Regions from separate parts of the Mus musculus genome. Here region 1 is linked to region 2. Evidence: chromatin contacts called from public Hi-C data. All regions are on one chromosome and are shown on one strand. Each heading gives the region's core, a stretch centred on a gene start, on an enhancer-like site or on the middle of the called end of the contact. The rest is flanking DNA. Distances are from core to core; before and after follow the strand shown.

Region 1 (4,116 bases), core at 1,520-4,019, 37 kb before region 2:
GTATCAGGTCTCACCAATTTGCTGGGTATGGGAGGAGAAAAAGAAGGACGGCACCAAGGGCTGACAGAGGCTGGGCCTGCTGAGCCCTGTTCTAGGCTTAGGGGATGAACTAGAGACATACAGGATTCCCGTCTTGATGTGGAGCCAATCAATACTTTGTATGATTTGATAAGTATGACTTATTTAAAAGTTGAGGAGCTTAGAAAAATGAAGTATGATTTAAATGTTATCTTTTTTTTCTTTTTTTTATTAGGTATTTTCCTCATTTACATTTCCAATGCTATCCCAAAAGTCCCCCATACCCACCCCCCCACTCCCCTACCCACCCACTCCCCCTTTTTGGCCCTGGCATTCCAATGTTATCTTTTTAATGTAAGATATCCAGATGGGTAGAATTTAATGAGTAAATAAATATCTGAAGAAAACCCTAGAAGAAAATGCATAAATGGATCATCAGAAAAGCTGTTTATGAAACTCAATTTCAAAATAACAAAGAAAATAGATTTGATTACTTTTTTGAAACTTTCTTATGTCAAGAATATCACAGACAAGACTAGGCTATAAATGAAAAGCCTGGGAAGTCAAGCCACGGCGTATCCAAGGTAGAGTTGTAAGTCTCCTCTGTAAAGACACATTTTAAAGAAGAGGAAGATGGGCAAAGAGAAAATTTCAAAAACAAAAAAAGCGAATATGCAAGGTTAATGTAAGAAAGACTTCGACTTTACTAGTAACTAATTCTGTACACATTTACAGCATTTATCAGCTGAGGATGGTATAAACCTGAATCCCAGCACTAAGGAAATGAACCAAAAGGTCGAGAGTTGGAGACTGGAATAGCTATCAAGTGAGCCCTGTCTCAAAAAATAAAATAAAATAAAATAAAATATGAATTCTAAACTTTCAAACTGGTAATAATTGGAAAGAAGTACAATAACTCATGAACACATATTACCCTAGGATTATGAAATCAATAAATTATTCTTTGGATTAGAAAACTTTTAGAATCTAGAGGCATGGCTAAGGACTTAGCACCTGCTGCTCTTGCAGAGAACCCAGGTTCGGTTCCCAGCACCCACATGGTGACTCGCTACTGTCTGTGACTCCATTGCTGGGGGATCCAATACCCTCTTCTAGCCCCAGCAGGCACAGAAAGCAGATGGTGTCCACACACACAGGCAAAACACCCATGCTCATAAGATAAAAGTAAAATAAATTTTAATATAATTTAAAGTATATACCCTTTTTCATCCTGTTACTTCACTTTGAAGGTTGTAAGGTCGTAACCACAGTTCAGAGCAATTACATGTAAAAATTCGCTGTAGTGTTGTTTAGAAATAAAACTCCCTCTCAATAAGGAACTGCTTAAATAAATAATGCTCTATGCATATGGCATATTACAGTGCCGCTAGTTAAAATACATTGTAAGAAAAAAATTAACCCACCCTGACATATGGTAAATTGTTCACAATATCTTTTATGAGATAAAGATAAGTTATAGAAGAGCAAACTATGCAGCCACCTTCAGATATGTTCCCAGAGTAAATATGTCAGCCATGACAGTCAGCCCGCTGCTTACAATAATTTTATTCCAGAGATAGATTTGTAAATATTTTTGTTTCATTTCTGTGTTTTTGAAATTTTTCACATTGTGCATGCTATATGGCTTTACAGTCTACAGAAAAACTATACATCTACACGAGGATAAAGTATTTAAAGGGAAGGCTGCAGATAAAGGCAGAAACCCAGTGTTGCCCAGACACTGAAAACAAACAGGAGATCCGTTTGAGCACGGGCGACTGGGTGCAGCCAGGATCTGAGCAAGACATTGTAGAAGCAGAGCTGTAAACACTGCAGGTCCTGTTCTTTATCATCCAAAGGTCAGTCCACGCCAGCAACCACACACCAGTATACTGTGAGCCAACGTGGCCAAGCTAGTACAAGTGATGGCCGATACCTCTTTTGACCAATGCCTGTTAAATCTCAAAGCCCCTCACCTTTTTCAATGGCCACAGGCTAACTCGACTGTCTGACCCTTTCTGCGTGAGTTTAGAATCCTATGGAAGGCACCGTATAGACACATCAAACAAGCACTGGGGCTCTAGCGTCATTGTCAGACCTTCAGTTCAGTCAGCATTCCACCTCAGAGAACACAAGTCAAGCCTGCCTCACCTTCTCTTAAAATAATAATACGGCTACCCAAGACCCAATTTAAGTCAGGTGGTCAGGCCAGGCACATGAGCCCTGATGTTGCAAGCTGCCTGGAAGGTTCTGGCACACCCTAAGGGTGTGAGGAAAAAAAAAAAAAGTCTTGGGTGCAAAGGTGCTGGCAGAAAGCCAAGACTAAGGAAAAGAAAATTAAGAAATCACAAGCTGAAAGACAACTTAACTTTTCAAAGACAAAACGCAGAGTCCTAGCTGGAGCCGTTTATCTGCAGCACAGTTGGCTAGCAAAGATCCTGCAGCCTGTCACTGACAAAGGTCCCCACCATCAGTCCACTACTGCAGAGAGCAGGGTACCTGCTGGCCGCAAGGACAGAGTAAACACTCCCAACATGCACTGAGGCACTGGGCGTGGCTCAGGTTGCTCACACCCCCTGCGATGGGCAACCTTGTAATAATTAACTGCCGCTGGGGCTGCGAAACTCTGCCTGGAGCAGCACTGTGGGGCCAGCCATGTGTCCTCCACCCTGACTGCCTGCCTCGGCTCGGAGCAGGTGAGTGATCAGGTGAGTGACAAGGACGCCTTGTCACCCGCAGGCAGCTCCGCCTTCCCACTACTGTAAGGGACAGCTCGCCACCTCAGGCTCCGCGCTGCTTGGTCACAAGAGTCTCCTTTGCCCGGCACAAAAGCAGGTGAACTTGGAGGTTGAAGCGAAGAGCCCCGCTCAGTCCACACACAGGCACACCAGGTAGGGGTGCGGGGAGCATTTGAGAGCGGTCTAGAGAAACTGAAATCCATAGTCAGGAAGCGTAAACCCGTGCGTGCATCAGCGCAACCTGAGCCCTAGTGTGAGTTGGCCTTAAATCAGAATTTTTTTTTCAGAATACTCTCCTGGAGAAGGTAAGCGCGTGAGGGGGTTAGGACACAGTAGTGGGGAGGGGCGTTTGGAGCAGCAAGACCACCCTGCCTTCCCCTTTCCCAAAGAGCCAGCTCGTTGACTTTTACCTTAGCTGCTTCTTGTGTTTCAAGTTTGTCATACATGACTACATCGTAAAGGAAAGACCCTTTAACTTGAGGGGTCAGTTAAATGTTCCTTTCTTCAAGGTAAATCAGCTTCACTGAGAAGGGATTGAGATATAATGAAGACCTCACCAAACAATGTTAGGATGACCGTAATCACAAGGGCATCTGTGAGTTAGCATCCAGATTCTGAAGCTGGAGAGTCATAGGATCAAGCCTTGTGTCTGCTACTTACTAGTTTGTCACTTTGAACGTTACTTCCCATATCTAAGCCTCATAAGTCTGGCATCTATAAAACAAACATGATACCATGTGTCTCAGGGCACTTTAGTGGGGATTAAACAGGTGGCAGTTCTTCCACAAACGGCATCGCATCGTATGTCACCGCCCACAAATCTACAGATCTGTAAAATGGGTGTGACGGGGAGGACAAACTGACCTGAGCTGGACAGACAACACCAGACCCTGAGGATGCTGGAAGAGGAACAGTGCTTGTGAGACTGACCTGGTGACCATGGGCGAGCAGCAGCAGCTCTGTAGTGGTAAAACTGCCTGGCTTCTCCTCACTTCCAAGTGTTTAGCCTACCTGAAGGCCAGTTTAAACTTAAATGTTATCCACTTTTATTTTGTGAAAGTGGTGTTTATTTCTGAGGAAATAAAAAGCATCTGTAGTGAGAAAATTACTATCTATTTTATGCTGTAAAGCCCTGGCCTTTATGCTTCACATGAAAGACTGCATTTGAATGACTTTCATCAAATTAGACTATCTGGGCTAAGCCCTTCTGTTGTAACACATATTGAATGGTTTACAGTCAAATGATGGTGACTTTCTTTATATGCTAACAGTCTGGTGCTCATGCTTTGTCGGGCTCTAACTCTTCAGCTTAAATGACAAGGAAGTGGCTTTTTATTATACGGTGTTGTGTAAAGGACAC
Region 2 (4,221 bases), core at 346-2,845:
ACTAATTCTACATTCTTATTTTAGTTCTTGGAAAACCCAAGAACTGAATGAGAGATAGGAACAAAAGGAGTTGAGAACAACTATCAAATAGAATTACAGTAGCTGAACTTGGAAATAAGTGTTTGTTGAATCAATGCATGAACAAATGTGAATGAATGAATGAATGAATGAATGAATGAATGAAGCCATGTAGCTCCCTCAGTAGGACCAGAGCTTTGTCTAAATAACTGAAATTAAGGTCAACTTATTTGAACTAGTAAAGTCAGACCCTATATTGAGAGGAAGAAGTTCATTTGGAGTTTATGTAAAGGTTTTTCTTTTTAATTTCAATGGATACAAATGTTTTCTTATCTAAAATGTAAGGTTACTGTTAGCCAGTGTCAAACATAGTCCAAGAATATTGAATGAATGTTTCCAGAAATAACAATTCATAAGCTTTAAAATGTGTACCATCAGCTAGTGATGAACGCTTGTTCTGTTCTTCACTGCCGCTTCTGGGATGATTTATCCACACGTAGATCCAACCTGCCCATTAGTCACTTAGTATCGGCTTAGTTAGCAGGTCCACCATGGAGGCTCCATAGTGTTAGTCTTCAGGTAATACTTCAGCAGGGGATGTAAATGCTCTCAAAGAAGTATAAAAGCAATAGCGCTGACAGTTTTATTAAATTATATTGTGGTTGCTCTATCTTGTTACTAGTGATGCTTACCTCTTACTCTGACTAATTTATAAATTAAACTTGATTATAGATATGTATGTATATGTATGTATAGGACAGATAGATGAACATATGGCATTATATACCATTAGAGTGTCACATGTTCCTTGGGGTCTGGGAATGTATTCACCATGGGTAATGGGGCATGGCTCTCCTTTTTGCAGGATGGGAGTTCTTGGACTCTATTGCCTCTAAAACAAGTCAAGGGAAGACCAAAAGACAAAATTGCCTTCTTTTCTTTGTCTAGGATTAACATTTACTGTGGTCCATTCCTTATACATTTGCAGAGCAGAGAAAGCTAAAGAAGACCGATGTCCCACTGCTGCAGAGGTTACTACAAGGACCATCCAAAAGCAATGCTCGGATCTTCCTCATGGATAAAGATGCAGAAGAAATCAGCAGAGATGTATGGGCGCCCGTGGTCTCTGCATGTTTGCGTTTGCGTTTGCGCTTGCGCGTCTCCCACTGACAGGGTGCTTCTTAACCTAAAACCTCCTGTTTTCCTTTCCAGGTGGCTCCGTACATTAATTTTCACTTTTCTTTCTTGGAATCCATCCTTCAAAGATTAGATGAAGAAGAGAAAATGGAGATTGAGAGAATTATGGCAAAGTGAGTCCAGAGTGGACCCCTGGATATTTCGTCCTTCCGTAGGTTTCATGCCCTCCCGGTACCCAGTTTTTTATATTCTTGCTCTCCTTTCCAGATTCAATACCGAAAGGGCCTTTATCCTGAAGTGTCTACAGAGTAAACAGGCAGCTAAAACGGAGACCACAGTCTAGAAGCCCTGCTCAGCGGAGTTAGAGGGAGCACTGCAGAATCCGTGTGTGGTCTGCTCTGCATCCTAATATGCATGGCTCTGAAGCTTTGGACGAACGAATGCCGAGCAGCCTGCTTCCTCTTTGAAATGCAGAGGTTGGCTGCGGTTCAGAGTTGGACTAAGGCAAGATGGGACTTCATTTCAGTAACTGAAGGGAAGCCTGCACACTGCCCATTCCAAATGTCCTCGATAGCAAGTTCTCGGGTGAGCTCAGACTCAAGTGGACTCTGCTCTTATCACCTGGTTTAAGCTTGTTTTATCTTGCGCTCTTAAAAGAGCCGAGATACTTGATGACTCATAAATGACGGGAAGTAAACATTTCCAGTTCCTGATGTCAACAAGAAACACATTCTCAAGCCATCAGCGATCTGAACTGACCCTGTTTCACAGCTGTGTAAACATCTGAGCATTTTCATAAGATTTAGGAATAGATCTACAAGGGCTGATGATTTTAAACTCTGAAGTATCAGAGTACCCGACCTTTTAAAATAAAGTGGTTTTGGATTTTTGTAAAGAAACCTAAACTCGAGGCTGGAGTGATGGCTACGTGGTTAAGAGCATTGACTACGCTTCCAGAAATCCCCAGTTCAGTTCCCAGCATCTACAGGGCAACTGGCAATTATCTGCAACCCCCGTCCTAGAGGATCTGGTACCCACCTATGTGGGCATTGCAAGCACGGGGCACACAGACACAGAGGGAGGCAAAACAGCTATATATGTTATAAATAAACAAATATTATTAAAAAAAACCTAAACTCTGATTGTTCATGCCCTTCATTTGTCCCCACACCCTTCTGTGCAACTAACTGATAACATCCAAGCTGTTTTAAATGTCTTTAAAAAGGGATTATAGTCATTATCTTTCTTTACCCTTGTAAACAAATATATACCACAAACATAAAGTATACTGTGTTTGCTAGGAGAGGACTTACCGCAAATGCATCTTACCGCAAATGTGTCACTGTTGCAGAAGATTCCTGCAGATAAAGCCATGCTACTATAGCTGAGCCAGGCAGGACATCACAGCATCCTTGCTGTTGTATAAGACCCTCTTCAGGGTCTCACAGGTCTGCTAATCCCACCTGGAAAAGCAAAAATACTATGGGGTTTTATTTGTAAACTTATATCAACAAGGAGGTTTAATCAATATTCTTCTATCCCCAAATGACTTCCATTTGAATTTCGTCTGACATTGTTCAGTCGGGTTACCTGTACTACGGTGAGGTTGTATTATCAACATTAAATTGTGGAACAGTTCTAACAGTGAGTTAATCATGGTCAGCATCGCCAGAACTCGGAGTCGGAATCTGGCTGACAGGATAGCAACAGTGTGGCCTTTGTGTCCAGGGAAGCCTACCTCACTGGTTGAAATGAAATCTTACATTTCTAATGTTTTGCCTATTGATCAAGAAAGGAATGGTTTCATCTCACTAAGAATGGACCAAAAGATCGTAATATATTGGAAAACCTACCCAGGTATGATGGCATATCCTTGAAATCTTACCCTCAGGAGGTGAAGGAAGGAATATTTCTATAAATCCAGGCCAGTGCAGACTGCTTAGTAAGCTCCAAGCCAACCTGTGCCTTAAATAAGGCCCTATCTCAAAATGAGATATATGTATACATACAAATTATGTACAAAGCCCAGCAAGCCTTACAGAGGAAAGGGAAGATGGTATGAAAACTCATAGGAGAGAAATGCAAATAACTACTAAGTGTATTCCAAGTATCATATTCAACAATGACCAACTGCATCATCAGTTCAAATCACTAGAGAGAAACCGTGCAGTCACATAAAGTGAGTTTAGCATGAAGAATTATTTAACTATGATAGGACGGCAACAGAAAAGATAGAAATAGAGCTCTAATGGGTACCTGGCAAAGCCAGCCTCACACAGCCCTGTTTTGAGTGTTCGTAGAGATGAGGACTAAATATAGACACGAGGATTCTGGCTAGTGATCTGACCTACACTGGGTTCTAGTTATACCACCACTGCCTGAATCAAAAACTGGATAAATGGACCAGGTAAACAGAACCGCAGAGCTCTGCACCTCACAGGCTGCTAGCACTGGGGAAAACACGGGATAAAGGGTGAAGAAGGAAAAATCTGGTCTCCAGGAGCCATGGAAGCCTCAAAGACCTCCAACGGCTATGTTTTTACAGTACGCCCTCTGCTGGCAACATATGATATTGTGTAAGCTGCAAAGGAAACTTCTGAACCCCCACCACCCAGGGCCGATTTCAAACTGAATTTGGGCAGAGAAAATAAAAGCTACCATATCAGTGCAACAAGATCCCTAGCAAAGATTAAACTATTCGGCAGATAGTGACAATGTTTGCTGCAGCAAATGTTTTTCCCCCTTTAAGCACGAGTTAGATGTTAAATTTATCCTATAATTTATTTATAATTCTATTTATAAGATGTTATATGGGCATCAGAGATACAAAGGCTTTCTTCAAAGTTGTTTACTGTGCTGATGCTGCAGTCATTAAAATTATATTTTAATAGTAGAGCTAAATTTTCTTTATAAATATAAGAATATATAATCATATCATAAAATACTCATCCATTAGGTTATTATTTGTGTATTTGCACACTAATGCTGTGTATCCACTCACAAACTCAAAACAAGTTATGTATAGATTATAGAATTATTTGTGATTCGTGTTTCTCCAACTTTTTA

The links. Hi-C and Micro-C count contacts between places; a contact is called where the count stands out from the background.
Region 1: a Hi-C map of female germline stem cells shows a contact between it and region 2, with 2.5 times the contacts expected there. The contact joins the promoter of Rassf6 here to the enhancer-like site in region 2. A contact is called at or near these places in 19 of 39 promoter capture datasets (the 3T3-L1 cell line, 3T3-L1-derived adipocytes, the C10 cell line and 12 more), 6 of 15 datasets of contacts at CTCF or cohesin (the G1E-ER4 cell line, the NIH/3T3 cell line, hippocampal excitatory neurons and 2 more), 206 of 484 Hi-C or Micro-C datasets (the 3T3-L1 cell line, 3T3-L1-derived adipocytes, the 63-12 cell line and 112 more), 23 of 115 datasets of contacts at active chromatin or transcription factors (the NIH/3T3 cell line, PVALB interneurons, astrocytes and 15 more) and 5 of 9 other capture datasets (adipose tissue, embryonic stem cells, embryonic tail and 2 more).

Annotation. Positions count from the first base shown.
Region 1 is chr5:90,639,180-90,643,295 of GRCm38.p6, reverse strand. Rassf6 (Ras association (RalGDS/AF-6) domain family member 6) reads left to right here and starts at 2,769. Exons shown (of 11, transcript NM_028478.3): 1 at 2,769-2,909.
Region 2 is chr5:90,601,150-90,605,370 of GRCm38.p6, reverse strand. It overlaps Rassf6 (Ras association (RalGDS/AF-6) domain family member 6), which reads left to right. Exons shown (of 11, transcript NM_028478.3): 9 at 1,007-1,125; 10 at 1,231-1,328; 11 at 1,423-2,295. The coding sequence ends at 1,498. Among named protein-coding and RNA genes, the nearest start is that of Gm42109, 18 kb to the right of the region's middle. Within about 2 kb of position 1,595, at least 32 of the 459 cell types and tissues checked have an H3K27ac peak or open chromatin away from gene starts, as enhancers often do. A contact at or near this core is called in the G1E-ER4 cell line, bone marrow-derived macrophages, colorectal tumor organoids and 4 more, where this site is marked.